4 separate regions of the Sus scrofa genome follow, and regions 2, 3 and 4 are each linked to region 1. Evidence: chromatin contacts called from public HiChIP or PLAC-seq and promoter capture Hi-C data. All regions are on one chromosome and are shown on one strand. The core of a region is the stretch at or near the end of the contact, and the rest is flanking DNA. Distances in the headings are between cores, read along the strand shown.

Region 1 (3,796 bases), core at 940-3,439:
TAGAGAGCAATAAGCCTTGTATAACTCAAAACTTTGGTAGAAGAAATCTAAATTTTATTTAACTAGAGCTTAAGCTCTGGACCATTCAATGCAGTGTTTTTCTACTAAGTCCAGTTAGCAGGTAAATAATGTAAATATAACCAGAAATGTAACAAGGGCATTTGATACTCATCCACTTTTCTTTCTGAAATATTGCCGTGGATTCAGAACCCTGAATTCCAACCAGATGTATTTCTGGAGTATTACACAGGTCATATATATTTCACTTTTTTGGTTCAAACCCAGGGGATCCACACGATAATTAGATTGAGAACATCTGCACCAAATCCAAACCATTTCCCTGATCCTTCCTTGAGCCTCCCCCACGGGAGGGATTTTTTTTTTTTTTTTTAAGCCCCTGCACATTTTATTTGCCTAGTCCCCTTTAGGGCAATTCTGAGGTCTCGCGTGCCTTGCCACCTCACAAATAGGAGAGGAGGGCAGACGTACCCTCAACTGCGGGATAGGGGAGGAACCTTTAGATGTGGCATTTCGTCGGGACAGGAATCGCCACGGGTGGCAATGCCGTTTCCCGCCAGGGGCCAGGCTCTGGGACGGGGCGTGGCCAGGCGCGGGGCGCGCGGGTGGGCACGTGCGCAGGGGCCCGAGGACGCGAGTGTCGGGGCTCCGCTGCCCTCTACCGGGCGCAGCGGTCCGAGCTGCAGCGCGGCCGCCGGCCGACGGCGCGCGCGGGCTCGGGCGCCCCACACCGAGGCCGCCTTCAGCGTCCCTGGGTCGGGAGTGCCCTTCCTGGCGCCGTGTCACTGCTTCTGGGACCAAGGCTCCCGGCGCCCGCGCGCTCCCACCCACCTGCTTCCTGCCCCTGCTGCGGGTCCCGGCTGCCGCCGGGACGCCCAGGGAACACCCCCACCCCTTCGGACCTAGGGAGGCGAGCGTTGTCGAAACCGAAGCGCCTGGTCGCCAGTGTGAGACCTAGGGGCACATGTGTTCTCCAATTCTTCGGGACTTTCATTTCTAGTCCCTTCAGTCAGAAATGCTGAATTTACAACGATCGGCGTTAAATCCTCCAACTCAGTTGAAAAGCAATTGTATACCCCCACGAACATGTTTTATTTTGTATTCCATACAGCTTTTATTGACATATAATTTTTAAGATTAAGGAATTTGGGGATTTGTTTTAACTAATTACACGGTAAATGAAGTTCGGGAGGATAAAAGTACGCTATTCCTACTGCAAACTCAAACTCACACGTGTGTATAATCAATTAAAAATGAGATCATAAAGTGTGTGCTTTTTGCCAGGTTTCTGCGAAGAAAGATCTCAAAAGAGAATTGACTTTGGGGTTTGTATTTTAGTATTTCTGCAAACTAGGGACCGTGCTTTTTGTTATAAGCGTACCCACACTTTCCAAGTTGGGCACCCAAATCGCTGTGTGTGAACTACAGGAAGTTTCTAGGGCTGTTCCGCTGAAGCGGTGCGGGGGGGATACAGAACTGGGCTCCAGGACTTTTCCTGTCCTGTCCTAAGCTGGCGCAAATCGAGCAGATAGGGGCCATTCAGACCCCCTGGCCGCCGGGGGTGCGGTGCGGCGCGGCGCGGGGACCGCGCGGCCACTGTGCGGAAAATTAACGTGTGCAGCGACACGGGGGTCAGGGCTGCGTTCCCCCGGCTCCAGTGCCCCCAACATGAAAGGCCGTTCCAGGCTGGCTCGGTCTCTGAGTCCGGCTGGGGCTCGGGGAGAGGGTGGGCGGCAGCGGCCGGCCAGCGCGCCTCGCACCCGCGCCGCAGCGGTGGGCCGGGTCTGTGCGGGGTCTGGGCTCGGGCAGGTGGTCGCGGCGGCTCCGCGCGCTCCGTGCCCCGCGGAAGAGCGGGCGAAAGCGGCGCGGCGCCGGCGCCCGCAGCCAACGGCCGCCCGCTCCCAGCCGAGGGCCGCCGGCGACCGCGACCCCCGGGCGCCCGAAAACCGCCCCAGGTGAGCCGGGCCCGGGGCCTCCCGCGGGGGCCCGGGGCGCCCCTCCCGCCGCCCTCCAGCGCCCCCTCGGGGCCGGGCCGGCAGCCGCCGCCCGCGCGGGCCGGGGGGCTCGGAGGGGCGGGGGTCGCGGGCCTGGCGGCGGGCGCCGGCGGGAGCGGGCAGGGGCCGCGCGCGGGAGGCCCGGCGGCGGCCGCCGCGCCCTCGGGCTCCGACTCCGGCTCCGGCTCGGGCTCGCCATGGCTGCGGCGGCGCCGTGAGGAGGAGTCCGCGTCCTCCGTGGCGGCGGCGGCGGCCGGCTCCAGGCCGGGTTTTGGCGCCGCCCGCCTGCTGCCTCCTGGCGGCTCCTGAACTCCAGCCCCCTCTCTATCAGCCTCTCACTCCGTCTCAATATGTCTCAAGATGGCGGCCAATGTGGGATCGATGTTTCAATATTGGAAGCGCTTTGATTTACAGCAGCTGCAGGTCAGGCTTCTCCTCGCTCGGCCTCTCGCCCGGGGGTGGGGGCTGCGGGCGGTCGCGGCCTCCCCCGGGGCCCCGGGCTGCCCGGCCGCCGGGGGGCCGCGGCGGCGGGGAGGAGGGGGGTGCCGGGGAAAGCGGGGCCGAGTCGGGGACAAGTCCCTCTCGCTCCCCGGCCCCCATTGATAACTCGCTTGATCGGAAATTGATCCTCTTTGTTCAATTCATCGATCAGCCCAAGATGGCGCCGGGAGCCGCCGCCGCCACCGCTGCCCCCGGTGTCGGCCCCCACCCCGGGCGCCCCCCCGGCCCTGCGCCGCCGCCGCCACCGCCGCCGCCGCCGCCGCGGGACCGGGGAGGGGGCGGCCCCGGCGGCCCGCGGGGTGCGCGCGCGAGCGGGGAGCGGGCTGCGGCGGGCGGCGGCGGCGGCGGGCGCTGCGCCGGGAGGGGGCTGCGGCCCGGCGGCGGCGCCCGGCCGCGCGCCCCGCGCCCCCGGCCCGCCGTATTCCCCGGGAAAGTTTGTGGGGAGTTGCTGTGGGGGTGAAGCGCCTGCCTCTCCAGGAGGAGCCGCCGCCGCCACTGCCGCCGGCGCGGCGGAGCTGGGGCTGGTGGCGCTGTGGTGCCGCCGGCTCGGGGGAGGGTCAGAGCGGCCACCGGCGGCGGCGGCGGCGGCGGCGCGGCCCGGCTCCGGCCAGGCGGGCGGGTGGCCGGGCGGGCGGGCGTCCGCGCTCCCCGGCCCCGGCCGGCCCGGGCCCGGGCCGCCGCCCCCGGCTGTCAGCCGGCCGGGACTGCGCCGCCGCTCCCGCGTGCGGCGTGGGGCTCCCAGCGCGGAGCCCGGGGTTTGTTTACGTCCGGGCGGGCGCCCCGGGGCCACCCGCAGACCCCGCAGCAGCCCCTATCTTTTGTGTGCCTGCAGGAGCGGCGCGGACCGGCCCTCCGGGGCCGGGTGCCCGGGTAGGGGTGCTTTGGGGAAACTTGCGGGGGGCGGCCGGCGCCCCGCGCGTGGATCCTGGGGGTCGGGGCGCCCCGCGGGCGGGGGTGCGTGTGCCAGAGGAGGGCTACAACTTTCCCCGAGTGGAGGCCCGGCTCTGCGCCCCGGCGCGCAGTCTATCTGGGCCGGGGGCGCTTGCTCCCCGCCGCCTCTCCGGGTGGTCCTCGCCTCGCGCCCGGGGGCTCCCGCGGCCCCCAGTGACCCACCCCCGTCTCTCCGATCGTCTCCTCCGGGGCCCTGCCCTCCCAGTAGGGTCCGCGGGCGCGATGGAGCGCGCGGCAGGTCCACTCCGAAATGCCTACTCCGATCCGGCTCGTGAAAGCAAAGCCCCGGGGGCCCCGGGGGCCCCGCTGGACTGTGGCGTGCGGGGCTGTGG
Region 2 (3,626 bases), core at 407-2,906, 240 kb after region 1:
AATCTAGTCCGTCTTTGCCTTTTTACGTGAAGGTGTGTTTCTGCTACATTTTGTTAGGTTTGGTTTTTTTGGGTTTGGGGTTTTTTTTTCAAATAGGTGTTTTCTTTTTATAGGTGAATTTGGCCTAGTTACATTTACCAATGTAACTCTTAACTCACATTTTTCTTTACGGTTGATACTCTTTTTTTTTTTTTTTTTATAATTTAGAATATCCCTGTCATAAGCTTTCTAATCTATTTAAGGAAGATGAACCACAAAGCTTAACTGACTCTCTGAATGTCCTTAGCCTTCCAGGCCAGCCCTGCTCCAGGTCCCGTCTTACTTCTGAAATTCAGTGTCAGGTGCAAAACCATGGAGCCCTCCTGAAACTTTGAAGAGCCATGTGCTTATTTTCGATTCTCTCACCCTGCTCTGCCGCTGTTCTGTTGCATGTCAAGCACAGCAGCGACATGTGACACAGTTATGCCTCCCGACATCCACCTCTGCCGCGAAACCCATCCTTTCTGAAATACGCTAACCTGTACGTTCCTCCTGGTGAACCCCTTAACGTTATTTGGGTTTTCCAAGGACCACCTCTGCCTTCCTTCACAAAGCAGCTGCCATTTAGCAAGATTATCAGTGAGTGAGAAGAAACCTTTATTCCCTGGCATACATACGGTAAATATTTTTCACACACTCGAGGCTTACTGGATAGATCCCAAGGTACAAACAAAGACAAATCTGTCCTTATCGTCAAATTGTTTAATTTTTCCTAAACTCAGAAATTTACTGCCTGCATCTCCCGGGCCCTCCCGTAAGGGTTAAACCCCTTACCCCGTCATTAGGAAAGTGACTGGATCCAATTTCCCGTCCAGAATCACAGCCACGCTGTCCATCAGGGGTCACAAGCGTAGCCGAGCTGTAAGGCAGTTATTTGCCGAATGTGTCTTCCTGACAGAGGGCCCCCGGGGTTCCATCAGCTGAAGTTTCCCAACCAACCATGAACGTATGAAGAAGGTTTGGCTGGTCCACTAAGAATCCCTTCCAAAATGAAGTCTCTAATGAAACCAGGAAGGCGGTTTGTTTAACTTCAAATTTGCATCACACCTCCCTCCCCAAAGTATTCCAGGCGGTTTTACTACAAGACACAGAATCAATGAGCCTCTTAGAGTGAAACCTGGGAGTTCGAGCAGAGCCTCGTGGGGAAGGTACTTTCGTAAGGCTTGGATTGGGATTTAAAAGCTCAGTGAGCGGCTCAGTAACCTGATGTGACGGCGGCATTCCCTGCCTAGGATTTTCAGAGTTCCTTATTAACGGTGACGCCCCGATGGACTGTTTGCTTGGCAACGAGGGAAAACTTTCTGTGGCAATTAACCTTTCTATTTTTTCCCTACCTCTAAGTATTGTGAACTTCCTTTGTGGTATTTTAGTGATCAGACAGGATGGAGGGTGTTCTTAAAGATTCATGGCCAAATCCGATGATGTCAGGACGAAGGGAAGGGACCGTCTTCGTGGGGCCAGCAAGTCTGGCCCCGTCTGAATTGTTTGTCTAACACTTCACCAGTAGAGGAGGAACCACTGAATTATTCATTTGCACGTTGCCCTAAAAAAGGCACTTAGGCTGCCGAAATGCAGACTCTCGGTGCCAGTGAGAGGAAGAGGAAGGATGCTGGCTTTCCTCGGAATGCGCTGCCGCCTTTGGCAGCCTGGGTCTCTAGTTTCACTTCCCAGCCCTGCGGGTAAAGGAAACAAGCCCCAGCTGCCTGAAGTGCAGGGCAGTTGCAAGGTGGGGGCTGTGGACAGATGCTGGGAGGGCCCCTGAAGCCACAGGTGAGCCAAGCATTGCAGTGACTGCGGAAGGACCAGGTGCAGGGGCGGTGGGGGGGAGTTCTGGCAGCAGCTTGTAGGACCAGCAGGAGCTGTGTAGCCAGGGAGGCCCCAGGGTGTGGGTGTGATCAGAGGAGAACAGCCCCGAGCCTCTTCTTGGGCCCAGGAAGTTGTCTGGGCCTTGGGCCTGGCGGAGGGAGGGGAAGGGAGCTGCGAGTAATAACTGGAACGCAACTGGAGGGCTTTTTTTATCCTTCGTTTCTAGCTTCTCTGCCACCAAACCTTTTCTAAACAGTTCCTACCAAGTAGTACTCAGGGCAGGAAGCGGGTAATTAGAATTCCTCACGTTCGGGAATCAGAGCAGGATTCTTACTTACCCTAGTCGGATGCTCCCTGTGGCCCCGACTCCCCCTGGCCTCAGGGCCCCCCTCCTCGCCCGCCCGGGAATCCGAGCAGGGCGGCCTTCTCCCGCCGCCTGCGGTTCCCGCTGGTGCCTGCGGGAGCGGTGAGGACAGCAGGTGCAGGCCCGGAAGCGGACGCACCTGCCGGCTGTAGGCAGGGCGTTTCCAGGTTAAGTCAACAGGGAGAAGGAACCATCTGAGAGGCGGTTCTGAAAGAGTGAAAGCTGTACGTGGACAAGCAGCGCTCCAGCCGCCGGAAAGGCCTCCTGACACGTTTCACCCTAAGGACGTGAAGGGGAGCCTGACAAATGTTTATACACGGCAGCCCTCCCAAGACGTTTCTCAGCGATCGGAAAGTACGGATGCAGCAGCCTGGGTCCACAGCCCTGCTGGCCGTGTGTGTCCTCTGCCCAAGATCCCGAAACCTCCGCCAGTTCCCGGGGGACAGGCACCCAGTGAACAGAGGGAGGCGGCCTCTGTTCCCTCCAGGGCCCATGCAGAGACACTCCCGAGAGCCGCTTTGGTGGTGGGATGAAGGGTGGGGCTCAGGTGTCCTCTCCAGAAGCCACTTCTTCTGTATCTAAGAATATTTATGTATGATTTTTCAATCACGTTCTTTCCGGGCGCTTTTTTTCCCTCCTCTTTGCTGAGTGAGTAAACAGATTCTGAGAGGTTAACTGACATGACAAAAATTAGCAGAGAACTGAGTCTCCGACGGACAGAGCTAGACTGCCCGCTCCTAATCTGTGTTCTTGCCCAGGGGCCCCCTGCAGCCTCCTCCCATGCATGGGCCTCCTTGTCACCGCTTTTCTGTGCGAGCCGTGGCGTGGCGGTTGTCATGCGTGCTGCCTTGAGGGTTGACAAGCGGTGACGGAGGGTCACAAAACGATTGAGGTGGTCTGTGCTTTTTATCACCCTATACTTCTTAAAAATTTTTTAGCCCAGCCAGGCCGTGCCTGGCCCGCCTGGCCCGCCTGGCCCCGTCCCCAGCCCCATTTTATTCTGAGGCATCTAGAACCCTTTCTTTTCATCTCTAAATGGTTTAGCATGTAAAGCCTCACATTAAGGACTCTCTTTTTTTTTTTGCTTTGCTTTTCAGGGCTGCACCCATGGCAGTGGAGGTTCCCAGGCTAGGGGTCCAGTTGGAGCTACGGCCGCCGGCCTACACCACAGCCACAGCAACACAGGATCTGAGCCACGCCTGCGGCCTACACCACAGCTCACAGCCACGCCAGCTCCTTAACCCAGTGAGCGAGGCCAGGGATTGAACCCGCAACCTCATGGTTCCTAGTTGGATGCATTTCTACTGTGCCACGACAAGAACTCCAGGATGCTACATCTTTCATGCAGCCACCATTCGATTATCACATCAAAAAATCAATACTTAAATGTTGATTTACCCCTAAACATCCCAGATGA
Region 3 (3,350 bases), core at 609-3,108, 140 kb after region 1:
GGGCACGGAGACGCAGGGCAGAGGAGGCCGTAGGGGAACCTTCGCTTTTCCAGAACTTTCCACCAGGAAATGCATTTCTTTTTAATTTTGTCGGCATCATCTGGGGGGCCCCTCTGCTACTGACCTTTCAGAGGAATAGGCTGTCCCCAGGCAACTGCTCTCTCTCTGTCTGAACTGTGTTGAGTGGGGTCAGTCTTAAGCCCTGACTTTTGACCCCTCTGTTCTCTCTGAGGTTATATCCTCGCCGAGGCCTTAGGTTTTCCCCAGGCCTCCTGCTGTCACCCTTTACTGTCCTCTGCCCCTCTCCTGGCACGTGGACCCGCTCAGGGCTCTGGCCTCAGGCCCTCACCCCCACCCCACTCCCAGCTCCCAGAGTCTCATTTTCCCAGACCCAGCTTTTCTCCCGGGCCGTCTGCTGGCCCCTAGGGTTGTCAGAGGCAGGTTTCTCGGGGTCTTTGTGCTCCAGGCCTGCTTCCCTCCTGGGCCCCTCACACCTGCTGGAACCTTCGCGCTGACTTCATCCCTGCCACCTCTGTCCCCGCACCACCGCCCTCGTTCGTCCTCTCCCCCCGTCCCTGCCACCCCACTTCTGGTTTTACCACCTTTGCCTAGAATTTATTGCCGCATCGCTGTCCTCATCGCCAGGCTGTCCCCCTCGGGCTCGTCCTGTAAACGCTCCCCGGCTGACCTTCCGGAGCAGACCCTGATCTGAGCCCTGTGTCCTTTGCCGCGGGCGGTGGCTTCTGGCCCCTTAGGCCACACTGCGTTCCCGTGTGGCTCCCTGGCCCGGGTGCCCACCCGGCTCGCCCCCGTCCGTTTTTCCTCACGCAGACCTTTGCTTGTCGGCCTCTTTCTCCAAAGCCTCGCTCCCGTCACCCCTCCTTCCGTGTCCCTCCTCCTAGCTCCGTGTCCCTCCTCCCAGCATCCTTCCCTGACCCAGTGACAAGGCCTCTCCCTCGGGCCTCGGCCGTACTCGACTGCCCCCTGCGCCCCCCATCATTGCGTGCACACGCACCTGCTTCCCGAGGGTGGGGTGGCCTTTTTTAGGGCCGCTGCGCCCGATTCTCCCGTCCAGCTCGGCCCGTGTCTCCACCCCCAGTGTGACAGACACACGCACTTAGTAGGAACTTCACATTTAGCAAAGATCAAGCTGCACATTTGAGGCGAACAGAATCGTTTTTCAAGGTGTAGTTACGGGGACCCCCCAGCTCTGCCCAGGCAGGCCTGCTGCAGGCTGTCTGCCCCCGGTGGGCACGGGTCCCACGCAGCCCGTCAGAAACACTGCGCTTCTTGATCACTCTCTGCAGCTCATCGCGGGCCGGGACTGAGGTCAGGGTTCCAGACGTCGCGGGAGAGGCCACAGGCGGGGAACCCCTGGCCCCACGTGCTCCAGCAGATCCGGCGACTGCCTGGGAGGTAGCACCCAGGCTGGGCCCGCCACGTGTGGCGGCTTCGGGTGAAATATAGCTTCGGAGACAGCCCGGCGCAGCTGCTGTGGCGCCAGCCGGCCCCGAGTCTGCCTGCAGCCAAATGGCCTCGGGGAAGCACAGCCGCTCCGGGCCCCAGATTTCCTATTTACACCCCAGGATGATCCCACAGCCCTGAAGGGCTGTTCCAATGCAGATGGGAGCTCACCCCGGCCAGTGCCTGCCACCGTGCTGGCCATGTGAGCGGTGGTACCTGAGGCCACCTGGGGGGCTGCGGCCAGGTGTCACCCATCACCCTAAAGTGCCTGCTGCAGAAAGGCTGTGCCGGCACAGACCAGGGAGCCGAGCGTTGCTCCATCAGTGAAATGATTCCAGTGAGTCAGGGCCGAGGCCTCCGCCCTCTGCCCTCTGCCCCTTCTCTCTTGCCGCGGGTCGTTCTGCTTCCTCACCCCCGAGTGGGGGGCACAGTTCAGCCAGCCTTTTTGGACTTTATCTCTACTGTGTGTTTCTGTAAATTTAAACTTTCTCAGTTGGGTAAAAGCTTTAGAATTACTCAGATTCCTTTTGTATTGCATAACGTTCTTGCCATTTAAAAGATTAGCAGGCATACTTTCAGTGAGCCTTGGTGAATGGCATGCCTCACTTAGCTTAATCTCTCTTCAGTACATGTTAAAACATATAAAGAGAGCGGCTCCAGCACACACGGGGAGCTTGGAAACGAAAGATTGCTCTGATCCCGACTTGGAGAACAGTGCACCTCTTACAAAAACAAAATGCAGTGAAGGGCCTCCGCTGCCGCCAGCACCGGACGCCCGGATACGGAGGTGCCAGGAGCCCTCGGGACGGACATGGGGAGTCAAGTCCATGTCCTCTGGGGGAGGAGGGCAGGCGCGTTCAGGGCAGCACTGGAGGAAACCGGCCTTCCCTGGCCGCACACCCGGAGGCACAGATCACTGTGGAAATTTCTGTTTGGGAAAGCCCTCCGCCACGCCCTGCATGAGACGCCAGGAGCTGCATTTGGCAGCTCAGGGGCACCGAGGAGGGCAGAGCTTGAGAGCACAGGGGTTCGAGAGAGCAGCCTGGCTGCCCCCCAGTCAGCAGCATGGAGGGAATGCCCAGTGAATGCCAGGCTCCAGGCGGGTACCCGGGAAGGAATGGCAATCTTGCTGTCCATCAGGTTGGACCACCTGGAGCAAAGTGCACTTCACAGACCTCGTAGGTAACCGACATAGAGGTTACGGGGCTCTGCACATCACGCATGTAGCCGGGGTCAAGGTCGTGATTGACGTTGCCGCTGTCATGGGAACGGCCACATTCAGTACCTACCGAATGAACCTACTGGGTTCCTTCATTCAGAAAATGTTTCCTAGGCCAGACATTATTCTCAGGAGGCTGGTGACATCCCTCCCACCTCACCGGGGGGCAACCTGAGGTTTGGAGAAGCGCAGGTTGAGTAGGCAGCCTGATTCACTCAGCTGTTCAGGGGCAGAGCTAAGATTCCAGCCCAGGCCAAGTTGAGTTCTTTCTGTAAGGATGACTCTGCAGACGTGTTTGTATAAGAAAGGGAGTTCCACGGAGGGACTGAACCGTGCACCATACTTCTTGGATCAAATCTGTATTCAGGTGATAGGGCACTGGGCGTCCGTGATTTATAAGCCACACCCACGGAGGGCGTGGCCTGGAACAGCAAGGGGACAGGTGGCGATGGGCTGGTTAGTTTGTGGACGTGTGTGTGTGTGTGTACACACACCTCATGTGTGTGCACATTTACGTGAAAAGAGTGTCCAGAAAAGGCTGTGGCAAAGCTCTGGTGGCACTGGGCGGTTTTGTGTGTGGGTCCCCGTGGCTTTGCCACCCCGAGGACTGTTCCAGAAGGTGCCAGTCAGTCCCTCTGTGTTTATGATGGTCGGTCAAGGCATGAAC
Region 4 (3,348 bases), core at 798-3,297, 170 kb after region 1:
ACGAACAGCATTTTAGTGTCAAGATCGAGACTAGTCGTCCACCTGGAAAAAAGACACCAACCTCATCACCAGGGAAATGCGGGTTAGAATCATCTCTATGCAGTTGACTTGCAGCTGCCAGGTTGGCCAAAATTCAAAAGTCAAAATGGGCACGTAAATGGGCACAACCTGTCTGAACACCGATCTGGCACCAGATTCTAGAGCTGAAGAAGCACCTAGACTTTGACCCGGCAGCTCTGCTCCCGGGAATGTGTCCTGTCAACTTTGCCACGGGCCCCGGACACAAGCTCCTTCCCCATCTGAGATCCCCTCCTCCCCCGGCCTTGACCTTCTCAGGAATAACTCCCTGGTCCGCCCGGTTGCCTCAGCGGGGAATTGCAGACACCTCCCCTCTCCGCGGTGCCCCACCCCTCCAGCCTTCCTCCAAAGGACACCCCAGATCTGCTGATTCTCTCCGTTGCCAGAACCCACCCGCTCACCCACAGCCACGTTGTGTGTCACTGAGACAGTGGCAGTGGTTCCCTAACTGGTCCCCTTGTCCCTTCTTCCCTAGTCCACCCCGCCTCTTCTCAGTGCCACCGCCAGGATCCCATCACTGCCTTGCTCACCAGGCCTTCAGGATGCCCTTGCCTGGCCGCTGCCCGCCTCCCAGCCCCGCCTGGCCCCCTCCTGCTGGTCCTTCAGGGCTCCCTCAGACCATCGGTCCCAACCGAGGCCCTCTTCCCATGTCTCCCATAGCACGTTGTGCTCCAGTTACACATCCGCCACCCTCTTTAGATTTTCCGTCCGCCCCCGCCCCCGTGTCCCTGGTACCTGGCCCTAGTGAGCATGCGGAAGGTGCCCATTGGGTGGGTGGAGGCAGCATCCTCATTTCACAGAGCGGGCAGGGAACCCACCCCTGGTCATGCAGGTGATGGTGGCGGGACTGGGCTGTCTGGCTTCCCAGCCCATGCTCCCTGGTGCTGGAGCTCGGGGAGTGGGGATATCAGGCGACCTCCCCAGCTTGGCCAAGGTCAGTGGCTGTCCATTTAGTGTCCATTGCTTGGCAAGCCCAGCTGCAGGCCCCTCCTCTGCTGGCCAGCCCCTCCTGGATCACCGCTGGAGCCTCATGCCTGGTCTCCATGCTCGTAAATATCCACAGTTATGTGCAGACCTGATCTGCACCCCTTGGAGGAGTGGGGTGCGTGTTAACTGTGGGCTGTGACGTCATCACAGTATCACCTGCTGACACAGCCTGCAGGAGGGACCCGTCACTTGGAACTTCCTTTGTCCTGAAGGCCCACTGTATACATAACACACCAGTCATGTTGAGAGCCCAGGTCCGGCTGTGTGAAACCCCACAGGCTCTGGCCTCTGATGCTGGGTTTTACTCTGATATCCTTTCACTATTTCATTCGGTAAACCCCCCTCTAGAGCCGACTGTGTGCAGCTCTGGGCCAGATAGGAGCTCAGGATGCAGCCTCGGGTACAGGCGCCAGGTGCGTGTATTCTAGAGGAGGGACACAGGAGCCACGTCGGGCGGTGACGAGCACTGGGAGGAAAGTGATGGGGATGGAGAAGAGCGGGAGGGACGGGTGGCTCCTCCAGAGACACTGGTCATGGCGGTGACGTTTGGCGTGAGACCTGAGTGATGAGAGGGGCCAGCCAAGCAGGGAGCCGGGAGAGCGTCGGGCAGAGCAGGGCACGTGCTAAGGCTCCGAGGAGGAGGGTGCTGGGGATGACCGGGGGCCACCCGGGAGCAGGGGGGGCAGGGGGGTCTCGTGGAGCATGTGGGAAGCTGCCTTGAAAGGCCCTCACCCACAGGAGACGTCGGAGTGCGGAGCAAAGCAGAGGACAGCGCACACACTTGCAGGGCCGCCTGACGTTGTAATCAAATAATAGATGGACTGGATTAAGTTGGCTAAATATGCCACGAACTAGTTAAAAGTGACTGAGAGTTTCGAGGGTGCCCCATGGCCCCGGTCTGCTGCGCGGTAACATATGTAAGCGTTCAGATCTAAAGGCCATGGCTAAATAAAGCCAGGGTGTCTGAGTGCTTCCTCCCAGAAACGTTTCGCAGGGAGCCAGAGGCACTGGGCGCCGGCCCAGGTGCTGCCACTCACTCTCCTGTGACCTCGGCGGCTCCCTGCCCTCTTTCTGTCTGACTCTGCTCAGCTGTAAAGTGCAGGGGTGAGCGAGAGAGTCAGCAGGGACCCCCGGAGCTCTGACGTCCAGTGTGACTCCGTGGCCTAACATGTGGGGTGTCAGCAGCAGAACAGAAGAGGGGACGTTTTCCAGCAATTGGAGCTGCTCAGCAATGGAATGAGCTGCCATCCAAGGTAGTGAGTTTCCCGTGACTGGGAGTATTCAAACAAAGGCCAGAGGACCGCCTGTTAGGGATATTGTCAGCTCTTACCCATGTTCTGAGGCCCAGCCCACATGCCCAGGGTCCGAGTCATCACACAACACCCCCCACCAGAAACAAAGCTCTCCCCTCCTCGTCTCTGCTGAGGCTTCATTTTTACCTGCCTTGTGATTTTGAGCCTGAAGACATCCTGCCTTTGTTTTTTAGCTGTTGGAACATAGTTGAACTGGCGCTATACTAATGTGCTTCGGGAATCTAGAGGGTAGGAACTGTGTGTCACACACATACACGCGCGTGCACGCACCCACTCCTATTTATGCCCCATCCAGCCTGTACTTAGCAAGTTCTGCTCCACAGCAGGACGGTCTTCGAGAAGGTAGGACCAGACCGATGCTCGTGAAGCTGGCCCTCGGCTAGCCCCACTGGCTGCCTGAGAATTACCCACGTTTGCAAGCTCCCCGGGCGCCTCCCTCCAGAGTTTGGACTCAGCAGTCTGGGGGGCAGCACCGAAGCATCTGTCATTCGACAAGGTCCCCCTCTGATTATCACGCATGGCTGCTTGCACCACCTCCTGGCTAGGTTCCCTCCAAGGACAGTTCCTCTAGGGCAAGTTCTGGGCACCTTAGAGCAGCGTGTGAGGGGCTCTGTGATGTAGCTTTAACACGTATTTCCAGGCGTTGTGTCCTTGGCTTCTGCTTCGGCCACACTGGTCTATTTGCTGTCCCCGAACAGGCCTCGTGGTTTCCTCTTCTGCCGTGTTCCTACAGTCACAGCCTCCGTTGTTATAACCTCTTGCTCTTCCTCACCTATAAAAATCATTTCCATCCTGTAAGACCCGAGTCAACGCCTGCCTCCTTCGTTCCTCTGCCAGACTGGCTCAGCCTGTTGCTAACTTTTTCCTGTCAGGGGCCTGCATCTTCTCCTCGACGGTGTGTCTCCCTCTGCCAGGCCGAGCTGGTCTCTCTCTCACCTTCTCCCCGTTGACCAGGACTCACCGGAAGTTT

The links. Promoter capture Hi-C pulls out the DNA fragments that hold promoters and counts their contacts. HiChIP or PLAC-seq counts read pairs in DNA pulled down with a chosen protein or histone mark.
Region 2: a promoter capture Hi-C map of liver shows a contact between it and region 1, with 2.0 times the contacts expected there. The contact joins the enhancer-like site here to the promoter of CUX1 in region 1. A contact is called at or near these places in 2 of 5 promoter capture datasets (fetal liver and liver), 11 of 47 Hi-C or Micro-C datasets (embryonic fibroblasts, fetal liver, fetal skeletal muscle and 6 more) and 2 of 2 datasets of contacts at active chromatin or transcription factors (alveolar macrophages and skeletal muscle).
Region 3: a contact with region 1 is called in a promoter capture Hi-C map of fetal liver, with 2.4 times the contacts expected there. The contact joins the enhancer-like site here to the promoter of CUX1 in region 1. A contact is called at or near these places in 3 of 5 promoter capture datasets (fetal liver, fetal skeletal muscle and liver), 3 of 47 Hi-C or Micro-C datasets (embryonic fibroblasts, fetal liver and heart right ventricle) and 2 of 2 datasets of contacts at active chromatin or transcription factors (alveolar macrophages and skeletal muscle).
Region 4: a contact with region 1 is called in an H3K27ac HiChIP or PLAC-seq map of skeletal muscle. The contact joins the enhancer-like site here to the promoter of CUX1 in region 1. A contact is called at or near these places in 5 of 47 Hi-C or Micro-C datasets (embryonic fibroblasts, heart right ventricle, liver and 2 more) and 1 of 2 datasets of contacts at active chromatin or transcription factors (skeletal muscle).

Annotation. Positions count from the first base shown.
Region 1 is chr3:9,314,956-9,318,751 of Sscrofa11.1, forward strand. CUX1 (protein CASP) reads left to right here and starts at 2,190. Exons shown (of 23, transcript XM_021086269.1): 1 at 2,190-2,435. The coding sequence starts at 2,373.
Region 2 is chr3:9,558,060-9,561,685 of Sscrofa11.1, forward strand. The region is part of intron 8 of CUX1 (protein CASP); the gene reads left to right. LOC110259890 (a long non-coding RNA gene) reads right to left here. Exons shown (of 2, transcript XR_002342308.1): 2 at 159-3,626. Among named protein-coding and RNA genes, the nearest start is that of SH2B2, 110 kb to the right of the region's middle. Within about 2 kb of position 1,657, at least 16 of the 83 cell types and tissues checked have an H3K27ac peak or open chromatin away from gene starts, as enhancers often do. A contact at or near this core is called in alveolar macrophages and liver, where this site is marked.
Region 3 is chr3:9,459,508-9,462,857 of Sscrofa11.1, forward strand. All of the region lies in intron 2 of CUX1 (protein CASP), which reads left to right. Among named protein-coding and RNA genes, the nearest start is that of CUX1, 140 kb to the left of the region's middle. Within about 2 kb of position 1,859, at least 17 of the 83 cell types and tissues checked have an H3K27ac peak or open chromatin away from gene starts, as enhancers often do. A contact at or near this core is called in fetal liver, fetal skeletal muscle and skeletal muscle, where this site is marked.
Region 4 is chr3:9,487,959-9,491,306 of Sscrofa11.1, forward strand. The region is part of intron 3 of CUX1 (protein CASP); the gene reads left to right. Among named protein-coding and RNA genes, the nearest start is that of CUX1, 170 kb to the left of the region's middle. Within about 2 kb of position 2,048, at least 6 of the 83 cell types and tissues checked have an H3K27ac peak or open chromatin away from gene starts, as enhancers often do. A contact at or near this core is called in skeletal muscle, where this site is marked.